Linked DNA regions of Sus scrofa: region 2 is linked to region 1. A link is a contact called in public Hi-C data. All regions are on one chromosome and are shown on one strand. The core of a region is the stretch at or near the end of the contact, and the rest is flanking DNA. Distances in the headings are between cores, read along the strand shown. Region 1 holds the start of FAM71E1 (protein FAM71E1). Region 2 holds the start of NR1H2 (oxysterols receptor LXR-beta).

Region 1 (6,827 bases), core at 2,364-4,863:
AGGCTGGCGGCTACGGCTCTGATTAGACCCCTAGCCTGGGAACCTCCATATACTGCGGGTGCGGCCCTAAGAAAACGAAGGGGGAAAAAAAAACGCCACCTTTCTCAGGGAGAAGATCAGTTTACAACCTCCGGCCTATTTACAACCGAATCTGCCCTTGCAGATCCCCCCGCATGTCCCCATAAGTCTTACCCACTGGGCAAACTGACGTCTATCCTGCCTTCCCTCCCAGAGGAAGGTGAGCTTGAGGGCAGGAATTTGGGTTCAATTTTGCTCACTGCTGCTTCCCTAGTCCCCAGAGCTGACCCTTGGTTGGTGCTCAACGAATGCTTGCTGAGTATTTGAATAAATCAATTGCTCAGGTTGCCAGCCTGACCCAAGGTCCAACAGGGCACAGGAGGGAACAATCCGGAGGCCCAGCCATCCGGAGAGGGTGGGTAGACTCGGCCTAGATCACACAGCAGGGATCTGACCCCATGTTCTCATGACCCTGGGTAGCCCCCCTCCCAGCCTCAGGCCCAGCGATACTACCTCAAGCACTTATCTTCCAGACACCCTCACACTGGTGCACGTGGGTGCCCCCTGCCTACCACGCTGGCTGTAACCCGAGGGCACAGGATGCATCGTGTCCCTCCAGAGGAGACGCTTATTATGACGTCTTCCAAATGGGAGAACAACAGGTGACATTGCAGAGGGCGTACCCTCTTCCAGGGGCAGTTCCAGGCCGTTTACAAACGTTTGCTCTGTGGATCCCTGTCGGTCACCTGCAAGGTGGGCTCTCCCCTTATTCCCATGTTGCAGATGTGAAAACTGAGGTCCAGACAGGTAGGAAACTTGGCCAAAGACAGTGAAAGAAAAGGTGAAGCCAGGATTTGAACCGGGGCTGTCTGAAGACAGCCACGCAGTCAAGGACATCGTCACAGCAAGAGGCCAGTCGCAGGTTGGGTGTCCAAGGGGGCAGAGGTTGGTCAATTTTGCGGGTTCATAAGAGGCTCTGGTAGCCCTGCTCAGGTTGCTGTGCAATGACTGCTGATGTGGTACTGATGAGGGAGCGGGCAGAGTAGAAGGGTGGAGCACACAGCTGCTGCTGGTTCATTTTTTGTTTTTGTTTTTTGGCTGCATCCACAGCAGGCAGAACTTCCTGGCCAGGCATCAAACCTGAGTGACAGCGTTGGATCCTTAACTGCTAAGCTGCTAGGGAACTCCACTGCTCCTGGGTTTAAAGAAAGCAGAGAGTTCCCCGGTGGCTCAGCAGGTTAAGGATCCCCAGTTGCCACTGCTGTGGCGCAGGTTCAGTCTCTGGCCCTGGAACTTCTGTCGGCTGCGGGCGCAGACATAAATAAAATAGCAAATGCACCCAACGTGCTTGTCTGCGCTGGCCCAGAATCTATGGGTTAAGGGATCTGGCATCACCATGAGCTGTGGTGTAGTCTGCAGACATGGCTTGGATCCTGCGTTGCTGTGGCTGTGGCTGTGGCTGTGATGTAGGCCAGCAGTTGTAGCTTTTATTTGACCCCTTAGTCTGGAACCTCCATATGCCATGGGTGCTGCCCTGAGAAGCAAAGAAAAGGAATACAGTACAGAATGTCCCAGTGCCCAGTGGGGGCATCAGAATACGACTTTGTGAAATGTTTTAAATTTATACAGGGGGAGGAATAAATAAAGGCTGGAAGTAGAAGTTAGCTCAGGCCAGAATCAGATTCTACCACTGAGTGAGTTACCAAAAAAAAGAACAAAGCTTTTTGGATTTCAGAATTGCAAAGGACTGTGTGAGTGTGTGTGTGTGTGTGTGTGTGTGTGTGAGAGAGAGAGAGAGACAGTGTGACTCCACCCTTCCTTCCTTCCCTCCCCCTCTTCCCCTCGCCTACTTTTCTTTCAGTATCTGTGAGATGTAGTCAAAAAAGTGAAAGCCGGCAGCAGAGCATTTCTGTTAATATACTATACGCCTGTGAGTGTTTTGGTATTTGCAGCTGGAGTTGGAGGCAGGAGCCTTGGATGGGAGAAAAGCCTATTTCGGGCTATGTGTGTCTTGTACTTTGGAGTGTATTTGCATTACTTTTTCAAAGCAGAAGACAAAGACCTGGGAGTTCCCTGTGGTGCAGGGGGTTAAGGATCTCATGTTGTCATTGCTGCGGCCTTGGTTGCTGCTGTGGCTCAGGTTTGATCCCTGGCCCAGGAACTTCCACATGCCCTAGGTGCAGCCAAAAAAACACAAAACCCTGAAGGGGTAGTGTGGCATGTGGCACGGGAACTCAAGACTCCACCTCTGACCTACCACAGGGTGCTGAGCAAGTGGCTCCCCTCTCTGGGACTCAGGGTTTCTTTTTGGAGCACTGGGCTGAGGGGCCCCATTATACGAGACTATGAGGTCAGAGGTGGGACTATGCATGTGGTCCAGGGGACACCTGGCATGCAGTAAGTGCTGCATAAGTGGTCATTCTCCTGACCCTGCCAGGGTGTGACTGAGGGCTGTCCCCCTCCTGTCTATCCATCCCTGATTTCCGGCCCCTGTTGGATGGCCCTGTCCTTGTTCTCCAGGTGGACAGTAGCCTGGAGAGGGCTGGCAGCCCTCGTGGGTCGTCTGGGTGGAAGAAGGTGCTGCAGGGGGCCTAGGATGCCCAGAGCTGGGGAAGGAAGAGGTCTAGGCCGGGGTGGGGGCAGTCACCCGAAGAGCTGCAGGCATCCGTTCTCCTTGGCAGGGCCGGCCAGCAGCAACAGGTCTGGAAGTTCCAGGGCTGGACTGGAGGCTGCCACCCCCATGGTGACCTTGTTGGCAACTTCTCCTAACCGGGTCACCTGGGGCCGGGGGTCAGAGGTTAGAAGCTGGATAGATGGGGGGCAGGAATTTGGGTAGGTTTATGGTTCAAGGAACCAAGGAAGTTAACCACCAAATCAAGGGGTCAAAGGTCAAGAGTCATATGGATATGAAGGCCTGGAAACTGGACCCAGGGAATCAGAGGCCAGGTTTGGAGGTACTGGCGTGGCGGGGGTGTGGTGTGTGTGTGTGTGGTGTGTGTGTGTGTGTGTGTCAGTCAGGAATCTCAGGAGATGGGCGTGATGGGGGAGTGATCAGAAGCAGGGAGAACAGAGGTTCCCTAAGGCAGGAGATCGGGGTTCAGGCTTGCGCTAGGAGGGTCCTGGGTCTTCACACCTGCACGAAGTTGCTCTCAAAGATGGGGAAGTCTCGCAGCTGGTCGAACTCGCCGCTCAGGAGATGGCGTTGGAGCCGCCCGGGCCGGCCCGTGGGGCAGGCTGGAAACAGGGGGCGTTCTACAGGGGCAGCGAAGTTCTCAGGTCTATTCCAAGAGCCTGCGCCGGGGCCCTCCAGCTGGTAGGGCCCGGGCCACCCCGCGCTGAGGATAGGGGGTTTCGGGCTAGCGGTCTCCGCATCGCAGTCCCCATCCCTCACCCGGTCCAACCCCTCCAGGCCCGGCTCCGCCTCTCACCTGCCATCCCACCTAGTCCCGCCTCACCGGCTCCACCAGGGGCGGGCTTAGGCTGGTGCACTGGTTTCATCGCAACGCCCCGCCCCTTAGAGGAAACGCAGGGAGGCGCCCTCGGAGAAAATAGGGGGGCGGGGCCGTAGGCTCTGTGACGTCACAACGCAGCGGACGGGGTTTGACTACGTCACGGAGAAGCCGTCCGCGACTGTAGCGTCATCCAGGGGAGGTGCCCAGAGACCCGGATGGAGCGGAGGCCGCTCCGCTGACGTTCTGCCCGGTAACGGCGGGCGCTAGTGCGCCGACGCAAGGCGCAGGCGCACGGGCGACGAGGTGCGGCCCGTTTTTCCCGGCGTGCTCCGCGGCTCCCGGCTCACTCCTGCCCGGTGCCTGGTGGGAAAGGGCCGAAATGGCCGGGGCCCGCGCTGGGGCTACTCGGCTGCTGCTGCTCTTGGTGATGGCTGCAGCAGCCCCCAGCCGGGCGAGGGGTAGTGGTTGCAGGTCCGGGGCCTCTGTGCGGGGGGTGAGTGCTTATTCGCTCTGCACGGAGCACGGAGCCTGACGGAAATTGTGTGTCTCGGGCTTTTAGGTCGGTTATGGTGGGAGCGAGGCTGCGCTGGGCTGAGGGAAGACAAGGTTGCAAACCCGGGAAAGCGGTCCCGAGGTGCATGCCCGAGGCCGCAGGACTGGGAGAAAGTGAGAGGATAATTAGGAAGATACTAGTTAGTGAATATGCATGAGGGGGCGGGGCTCGGTTGGGGTTGTTTTTTTTGGGGGGGTGCGGACGGGTGTTCGGTGCGGTGAATACGAGACTATTCCGAAAGAGAAGGTTGGGGCAAGATCTTTAACATTTGAACGGAATTTTCTTGTGGCCCAGCAGGTTAAGGATCTGCCGTTGTCGCTGCAACGGCCTGGGTCGCTGCTCTGGCACGGGTTCGATCCCTAGCCCGAGAACTTCCTCATGCCGCGTGCGCTGCCAAAAAGAAAAAAAAAACCTAAACATTTCGAAGGCTAGGAATCTGCAGTCGTGAATCTGCTCGAGAAGTTCTGACGTGGGTGGAATCTTGGCGAATCAGAACTCGGGCGGCTAAAATGAAAAAGGCGAAGGGAGAGGAGTTCTGGATCATGAATATTCATGAGGAGGGCGCAGCATTTAGCTTGGGGATTAAATCTGGATCAAGGTTGCCGGCGGGCTTGTGGCAGTAGAGTGGAGGACACAGACGTCTGAGAAATTTGGAGAGTTGGAGAAAAGGAAGGGAACTTGCGTGTGCTTGTTAGGGTGGAACTCGGGGCGGGGGCCTCATGGCTGTTGGGGCTGTTAAAGTGAAAACGAGGCCGCTTGGATATTAGCTTGGGAAGGAAGCCCAGGGTGCCCATGAATATTTATGACCCTAGGCATGAAAGTGACCTTGGAAAGGAAGTTCTGCTGGTTTGCGGGGTCTGGTTTTCATGAAATGGGCAGTTCCTAGTGGAATCGGGGGCAAGTGTCACTGTTTGGATACGGGTATGAAAATAAGGCTCTTCCTGCACCCTGCTGCTCTGTCTTCGGATCTCTGGGTCCTGTGGAACTGCAGGCTCTGACGATCCTTGGCCTCAGCCCTCTCTGTCCCCTGCAGGCTGGGGCTGAAAGTCGAGAGGGCGAGGGCTGCGGCACCGTGGGGCTGCTGCTGGAGCACTCATTTGAGATCGGTGAGTCCAGTAACGTCCTGACCTGTCTGGTGCCCTGTGAGGTCAGGAACTCCGGTCTGGGTGCCACCCAGTGTGAAACACTTCGCTCTTGGGAGTGTGTTAGCATCCCACTGGGGGGGGGGGTGAGGAGGGGCATAGAAGCTCTGCCTTTGAATACTCCCTTAGCTGCAGGGCAGATGCTCTTTTCAGAAAGGTCAGCACAGCGGTTCCAGCCTCAGAGCCGACTTTGATCAAGTGCCCCGTGCCCTGACCCACTGCCCTCGTAGTTGGCTGCCCTTCGTGTATTAACTCACACATCCTCGCGGTAGTCGTGTAAAGTAGTAGGTGCTAAGGAAAGCCCCCTTTTTGCAGAAGAGGAAGCCGAGGCTCAGAAGGACACCTGACAAGATCCTCTTGCAGTTGAGCAGCAGAGCTGGTGCCTCTCTAAAGCCCAACTCAAACTGCCACAGTTTGGGCAGCCAGACTCCTGGGGCATCATAATTGAGCCTGAGGCCCCAGACTTTAGGGGCACTTGTCATGAACACTGAAGCTGGGCCCCTCTGAGGCCTCCCTTTTCGGACCCTGGCCTCTGCCCGAGAATGCCTAGGGCTTGGTTGGGAGCTCCCAGGCTCTCCAGCCCCTGTGTTCTGCAGCTGGGGAAACTGAGGCTCAGATAGGTTATGCCTGTGACCCTGGCTCCCCCGGCAAGGCCGAAACAGGGCTTAGGAGCTGCAGGGTTTGGGTTTTGGCTGAGGGTGGCCCTGGGAGGCAAGAGGGCAGGATGGGGTGGAGGTGTCTGCAGTTTTTAGGTGGGAAAACGGGCTGGGTAAGGGGAAGCGACTTAGTTGCTGCAAGAGGTGAAGGGTGTGGCGACAGGGACATCACTGAGTCCAGGCCCCCCACAGATGACAGCGCCCACTTCCGGAAGCGAGGCTCATTGCTCTGGAACCAGCAGGATGGCACTTTGTCTCTGTCACAGCGGCAGCTCAACGAGGAGGAGCGGGGCCGCCTCCGGGTGAGGAGGGGCTGCCATGCTCTGCGGGTGGGGGGCACATGCCTCAGGGCGAAGGGATGATCCAGGGCTCGGGTGGGGCTCCGGACAGCAGGGTAGAGGAAGGAAGGAGGGGCAGCGGGAATGGGGTCTTTGGGGAAGGCTTGCAGCAGCTCCGAAGTCCACTGCCACTCTGTCCTTTGGCCAAGATGTCACTGCAACGGAAGCCGGGGGCACAGGCTGTCTTCTGGGTGCCACGTGCTCTTGGGTGCCCTCCTGGTGGGAGATGCCAGGGTGAGGCCTGCCTCAACCGGCCTTCCTGCATGGTGGCCCGTGTGATCCTCTGTCACAGCCACCCCCAGAGAGAATTTGTGGCCCACGTAGCTGGGGAGTCCAGGTGGGGGCTGGCTCTCGGCTCTGAGAAGTGTCCTGGGGACCCAGGCTGTTTCAGGGCTGGGCTCTGCTCTCCTTGGAGTGGTTCTGCCCTGGCTGGGACACCACAGTGGGACAAGCCAGGCACTGGCTCTCTCACTGCCACCCTTCTCTCTCTGCTCGGCAGGATGTGGCAGCGCTGAACGGCGTGTACCGTGTCCGGGTCCCACGACGACCTGGGGCCCCTGATGGCCCAGAATCCGGTGGCTACGTCTCCTCCTTTGTCCCCGCAGTGAGTCAGTGATGAGGACCGGCCCCCATTTGCTTCACCCACTTGCTCCAGCCTGGGTTCTACC
Region 2 (6,827 bases), core at 1,118-3,617, 78 kb before region 1:
TCTCCTACCCGAGATGAAGGAGGAGCTAGTGATGTCAGCATGACGTCTACTGGAAGAATCAGGAAGAGGGCGGTCTTTTCCCCCTCCCACCCTCATTGGATTATAAACATGAGCCTCCTCACCTGCCCACCTGTATCTCTCACAAGCGTCCTATCTTAATAAATCCATTTCTTGCCTACCACTTATCTTTCGCTAAATTCCTTCTGCACTGAGACACAAACAGAACCTGCGCCTCAGTATCAGGTGCGTCCAGACACCAGGTGAGTGACCCCGGGTTCAAGTCCCCGTCCCGGTTTATGCTGGGTGTTTCCATTTCAGTTTGTGTTGGTGCTGTGACAAGTGTTCGATCCCTGGCCCGGGAACTTCCACATGCAGAGTGTGTGTGTGGGGGGGGGGGTGTCAGGGGAAGAGCCATCAGGAAAGTACAAATTAAAACCATGATGAAATATCTATTCACACCCACTAAAAGGACCATAATAAAAAAAGACAGAAAATACCAAGCAGTGGTAAGGTAGCAAAGAAACTGAAATCTTGGGATAGCGTTGCCGGGGATGTAAAGAGATGCACGTGGTCTGGCAGCTCCTCAAAAGAGTTAAATAAAACACACACAGGACACGACACAACACAACACACACACACGACAAAAGCTACACATAAAACTTAAATAATCGCATGGCGTATTAAATCAAAGACATTAATTTACATTAATTAGAAATCGAGTCACATTTTTTTTAAGGTTCACCATGGCAGCACTTGGAGGATTTTAACATGTAACTGAATGAGAAGTTCCCATTGTGGTGCAGTGGTTAACGAATCCGACTAGGAACCATGAGGTTGTGGGTTCAGCCCCTGCCCTTGCTCAGTGGGTTAAGGATCCGGTGTTGCCCTGAGCTGTGGTGTAGGTTGCAGACACAGCTCGGATCCCTCGTTGCTCTTGTGTAGGCCGGCAGCGGCTACAGCTCCAATTTGACCCCTAGCCTGGGAACCTCCATATGCCACGGAGTGGCCCCAGAAAAGCCAAAAAACAAAACAAAACAAAAACAAACAAACATGTAACTGAACAAAATCCTGAAATGCCCCTAGGGGGTTGCTTTATGTTTGAAAAAAATTCTTTTTCCATTTTATAGGCAATTTCTGTGTTTATCATAAGCTTCATGCTAAGGATGGAGAATTCTGGTGAATTGTAAATAGTATTGTGCCATTCTATCATTTGCTTGGGGCCAATTAAAATTTGTTTTACATCTGTACATGTTAAAAAAAAAGTAAACACAGAGTTACTGTAGAACTCAGAAACTCCACTCCTAAGTACACGGGAGTTCAGTCATCTCCCAATGCCGTGTTAGTCACTCTGCTTTATTGGTAAACAACCTCGGGTGGAAAATCCCACAGCTTGAAGGCCACGCTGGAATGGACAAAACAAGTCAAAAGAGACCATAGAGTATATATTCCCATTTTAAAATTTTTTATTGTTTATTTTTTGGTGCAGAAACCCAGGAACGAAATACTCCCATTTTTTAAAAAATGCTTATATGCTCGATATAGATCTAATTGTAATTGAAAAGACTTTGGAACAACTCTCATCTTCTACCTGTCCAAGTATTGAGTTTTCTTTTTGCTTTTCTTTTTTGGTCACGCTGTGGCAGGTGGAAGTTCCTGGGCCAGGGAATTGAACCCGTACCACAGCAGCAACCCGGGCCGCTGCAGAGTCAACACCGGATCTTTAACCCCCTGAGTCACAAGGGAGCTTTCTTTCTTTTTTTTTTTTTTTAATTCTTCCTATCACCAAATTATTTATTTTATGGCCCCACTTGGAGCAAATGGAAGTTCCCCGGCCAGGGACTGAATTCAAGCCCAGCAACAGCCAGATCCTTTAACCCAATGTGCCTGCCAAATGGAACCCGCACCTCCGCAGTGACCCGAGCCACTGGAGTCGGATTCTTAACCCACTGGCGGGCAGCAGGAACTCCCGAATTATTTTTAAAATACATTTTTTTTCTGCGTCTAGGTATGTAATTAACTTATTTAAAACCAACAAGCAGCTCAGTTCCAAAATCTGAAAAAATTATAACAACCAAAAAAGAACAAATACGCTTTAGAAGAGCCATGGGGGGAAAAAAGCTGTAGCCGGGGAGACGACGCCGGTAAATCCCGCGAGCCCAGGGAGGCACAGGGCAGAGTTTAAAGCAACACTGGGCGGGGCAGGGAGGTTTGGGACTAGCCACGCCGCCCTCCCGCCCCACTTTGGATTGAATGGAACCGGAACTCTTCTTCCGGCCTTCCGTGGAGCTACCCGGTAACGCGAACTTCCGGGCGGCAGCCGCCATCCGTAAGAGACAGCCGCTTAGGCTACCCCTAGACGGACCGGAATTCCGTCATCCTGACTCCACGCCCACTTCCGGAAGTGACGCGTGGTGGGGTTGCCGGAAGAAGTGGCGAAGTTACTTTTGAGGGGACCCTAGTCGCGGCGCCGTGCCAGCAGATACGGAGGCGGCAGAAGAGAAGCAGAACAAGGGGACGAAAGCAGGTGCACCCGAGTGTGGGGAGACGCGGGAGGAGCCCTGGGCCTGGGGCTTCCCGGCGTTCCCCGCGCTGCTTGGCTCAGCCCCCTCCTCTCCTTCCACCCCTTCCCTTCCTTAGCTCGCGCCGCCGCCGGCTGTTTCCAGGGCAACAAAAGTAGGAGACCCCCACAAGAAGCCGCCCACGAGACCCTCGCGCGCAGCCATGAGCCCCGCCCCCCACTGGTGTTCGGAGAGGGGCGGGACCTGGAGAGAGGTATGGGGGCGGAGCATCACGGGAAGGGGTGGAGGCAGGATGTGATGGGAGGGGGTGGGGCGGGGCCTGGAAGGGATGGGGAGACCTAGGAGGTGTGGGCGGAGCATAATGGGAGGAGGTGGGATCAGAATGAGAGATGAGGGCGCTTCCTCGGTGGAGGTGGAGTGAAGTCTGAGTAAAAGTAGGTGGGGTGAAACTGGATGGGAGAGAGGAAGTGAGGGTAGAGCACTTGAAACTGCAGGGACGAAGGGACGGGACGTTTCTGGAAAAAGCGGGTGGGCGGGATCTAGGAGTGGTTGGGGTCTAGGGGAGGGCGGGGCTTGGCCCTGCTGAGGGCTGTCCTGGAGCATAAGGGGGCGTGGCCTGTTAGAACTGGGTGGGAGGGTCCGAAGGCTGTCAGGGGCTGGGAGTGGGGTTTGTACACAGTAGGGTGAAGAGTCTGGAAGAGATGAAGAGGGAGGTGCCCCATTGAGACCTGTGGCTGGCGTAACCTGACCCTCTCTGGCCCCACAAGGCTCTCAGGCCCCCTGTATTCTGCAGGCTGCTCCGTGACCCCACCATGTCCACCCCCACCACGAGTTCCCTGGACACCCCCTTGCCTGGTGGTGAGTGACTCTCCCCCACCCAGCCACTGCCCCCCCGCCCCATCAGACTATTGTCAGGAGAAACCCACTGTGCCTCCATCTCCCAGGTAATGGTCCCCTTCAGCCCAGCACTCTGTCGTCTTCATCCGATGGAAAGGAGGATGGCCCTGAGCCATTGCCCGGAGGGGCGGACCCTGATGTCCCGAGCACTGACGGGGCCGGCTCAGCCTCCGTTGTGGGTGAGATGGCGCCCAGGCACACGGACTGGGGTTGGTATGGAGGTTTGAGGTGGGATCTAGGAAGGGAGAAAGAGCAGAAGCGGGGCCGGGCAGCGCTAGTTCCTCTCCCAGGCATCCTTGCCACCTCTTATTTTGGTCCACTGAGGTTCACTGACATACACATCTTTCTCTCTCATCGTCATCTCTCTGGGTCACCCTCTTCACTCTGGTTCTTTGCCTCCGATCTTTCGTGGATGTTTCCCTTCTGGCCACCGTTTATCTTTGTGGATTTGTCTCTCATGGCTTCTGTCCACTCATGCCAGTCATCCTAGACCCAGCAGAGGAGCCGGAGCGGAAGCGAAAGAAGGGCCCGGCTCCAAAGATGCTGGGCGACGAGCTGTGCCAAGTGTGCGGGGACACGGCCTCCGGCTTCCACTACAACGTGCTCAGCTGTGAAGGCTGCAAGGGCTTCTTCCGGCGAAGTGTGATCCGAGGCGGGGCCGGGCGCTATGCCTGCCGGGGCGGTGGAACCTGCCAGATGGATGCCTTCATGCGGCGCAAGTGCCAGCAGTGCCGGCTGAGAAAGTGCAAGGAGGCTGGGATGAGGGAGCAGTGTGAGTGCCAGGAAGGAAGCGGTGCCAGCCTGGCCCCTGCCCAGCCCTGGGGCTTCTGTTGAAGCCCGTGTCTCCCCACCAGGCGTCCTCTCCAAAGAGCAGATACGGAAGAAGAAGATTCGGAAGCAGCAGCAGCAGCAGCAGCAGCAGTCATCACCCACAGCGCCCGGAGTCAGCAGCGGCTCGGCTTCTGGGCCGGGGGCCTCCCCTGGAGGATCCGACGGGGGTGGCCAGGGCTCTGGGGAAGGCGAGGGCATCCAGTTAACAGCTGCGCAGGAACTGATGATCCAGCAGTTGGTGGCGGCCCAGCTGCAGTGCAATAAACGCTCCTTCTCGGACCAGCCCAAAGTCACGGTACTGCCCCTTCCCCAGCCTCGAGGGGTGATGGGCCCCGAGGGGTCAAGGCCCCAGGGGAGGATGTGGCTCCAGAGGGCAGGGGCTTTGAGAGGAGGGGCTCCTAGGGAGTTTCGGCTTTGTCTCGAGGGGCCCATAGCGTTGGGCCCCTGGGAAAAGTCCTGAGAGTAACCTGGCGCCCCATATCCCCAGCCCTGGCCCCTGGGCGCAGACCCCCAGTCCCGAGATGCTCGCCAGCAGCGTTTCGCCCACTTCACGGAGCTGGCCATCATCTCAGTTCAGGAGATCGTGGACTTCGCCAAGCAGGTGCCTGGCTTCCTGCAGCTGGGTCGTGAGGACCAGATCGCCCTCCTGAAGGCATCCACCATTGAGGTAATGGCCAGCCCTCCCGGCCTCAGCAAGGCCTTTCCATCCTGCCCTCGGAACCCAGCAATAAGCCCCAGGAAGATGCTGGGAGCAGAGGGACAAGCAAGACTCCAGTCCTTGTCCTTGTGGGGATGACATTCTACAGGAGACCTAAGCAAGTCATCAGAGCCTCCCACGAGGCATGGAGAGAAAGGAAACAGGGCCTGAGGCTCTGAGGATAATTGAGAATTGGAGTAAGCATTGAGTACCTAGTGTGTACACCTGGCCCTGTCCCTAGTGCTGGGCGTGTGGCAGTGAACAAAACAGACAAGCGAGCTCTGCCGCAGGCCTCACACCCACTCAGGAGAGTGTCCTGAGCGGAAGAGGCTGGGGGTGCCGACCCTGGAGGAGGGAGAGAGCTCAGAGGGTCCCCCATGCTGCCTGCAGGCCGTGTGGCTGGGAGAATGGGGGCCAGAGCCGGGAGGGCTGATCCCAGCAAGTGGGCGTCTCACTCAGGCCGGGGGAGGGGGACAGTGGCTCAGGGCTCATAGGGGCTCCTTAAGCCCCTGCTGACCCCTCTCCCTGCTGACCCCTCTCCCCGCCTGCCTCAGATCATGCTGCTGGAGACGGCCAGACGCTACAACCACGAGACAGAGTGCATCACTTTCCTGAAAGACTTCACCTACAGCAAGGATGACTTCCACCGCGCGGGTGAGGCCAAGGGCAGGCTGGGCGGTGGGGGCTGGGCAGTGCCCATGCTGGGTCCCTGCTGGCCCAGAGGCCTCGGACCCTCTCATTTCCGTCTGAGCCGCCTCCGCTTCTTCACATCCCAAGTGGGCTGAGGGTTGAGCCCGCCCCCTGGTAAAACAAGAGCACATTTATTGAGGACAGTGGGACGTAGGGCAGGAGGTGACAGAGGGGTCTCTGCTGGCTCTCACACAGGGCATCTCCGTAGGAATTAAGAAAAGACACTCCGGGAGTTCCCATTGTGGTGCAGTGGAAACAGATCCGACTAGGATCCATGAGGTTGCGGGTTCGATCCCTAGCCGCGATCAGTGGATTAAGGATCTGGCATTGCCGTGAGCTGTGGTGTAGGTCGCAGATGAGGCTCGGATCTGGCATTGCTGTGGCTGTGGCGTAGGCCGGCAGCTATAGCTCCCATTTGATCCCTAGCCTGGGAACCTCCATATGCCGCAGGTGAGGCCCTAAAAAGGCAGAAAAAGAAAAAAGGAAAAGACACTTTGAGAGTTCCCTGGTGGCTCAGTGGGTTAAGGGTCTGGCATTGTCACTGCTGTGCCTCAGGTCACTGCTGTGGTGCAGGTTGGATCCCTGACCGGGGAACTTGTGCATGCCATGGGTGCAGCCCAGAGGGGTGTAAGAGGAAGGAAGGAAGGAAGGGAGGAAGGAAGGGAGAGAAGAAAAAAGGGACACTCTCTCTCCTCCCCAAACCTGGTCTCAGATGAGGGAGGCTGGATCTCAGCCCATCATGAAATGTCCAACCTCCCCAACCATACAGGGCAGCCGCAGTCCCTTCCTTGGGGGTATAGCTTAAGGAAAGGGGCTTACGGAGCAAGTGTAGTTGAACTGAGGCCAGAGGAGTGAGAAATGCCGCCTAGGAGAAGGGAGGTGGGGAGCAGCATTAGTCACCAGGGAATGCCTGTGCAAAAGCCTCGCTCCCTGGGTCTCTGGGCTTTCTAGTAATTTCTTTTCTCTCCCATCATCTCTCCCTGGGGCCTCTCTCTATACTTCTGGACATCTGCCCATACCCCACCTTCCTTCCTCTAACCCCTGGTCTCCTAACGCCCAAGACAGTCCCAGGGACTCTTTGAGCATAAGCTTGGCGAGGGGAGCACTGGGCGAGGGGGAGTGTTTCTGGCAGGGCAGTCAGCATGTGCAAAGGTCCTGGGGTGGGGAAGAACTGAGCGGTTTTAAGGAACCAT

What was found. Hi-C and Micro-C count contacts between places; a contact is called where the count stands out from the background.
Region 2: a contact with region 1 is called in a Hi-C map of liver, with 4 times the contacts expected there. The contact joins the promoter of NR1H2 here to the promoter of FAM71E1 in region 1. A contact is called at or near these places in 2 of 5 promoter capture datasets (fetal liver and liver), 12 of 47 Hi-C or Micro-C datasets (alveolar macrophages, blood, epiblast stem cells and 4 more) and 2 of 2 datasets of contacts at active chromatin or transcription factors (alveolar macrophages and skeletal muscle).

What each region holds. Positions count from the first base shown.
Region 1 is chr6:55,312,656-55,319,482 of Sscrofa11.1, forward strand. FAM71E1 (protein FAM71E1) reads right to left here and starts at 3,614. Exons shown (of 5, transcript XM_005664786.3): 1 at 3,447-3,614; 2 at 3,152-3,270; 3 at 2,666-2,796. The coding sequence starts at 3,516. It overlaps EMC10 (ER membrane protein complex subunit 10), which reads left to right and starts at 3,729. Exons shown (of 7, transcript XM_003127366.5): 1 at 3,729-3,963; 2 at 5,057-5,129; 3 at 6,014-6,123; 4 at 6,659-6,763. The coding sequence starts at 3,850.
Region 2 is chr6:55,236,169-55,242,995 of Sscrofa11.1, forward strand. It overlaps NR1H2 (oxysterols receptor LXR-beta), which reads left to right and starts at 2,368. Exons shown (of 10, transcript XM_005664782.3): 1 at 2,368-2,524; 2 at 2,638-2,772; 3 at 3,313-3,377; 4 at 3,464-3,595; 5 at 3,898-4,188; 6 at 4,271-4,542; 7 at 4,735-4,914; 8 at 5,499-5,598. The coding sequence starts at 3,332.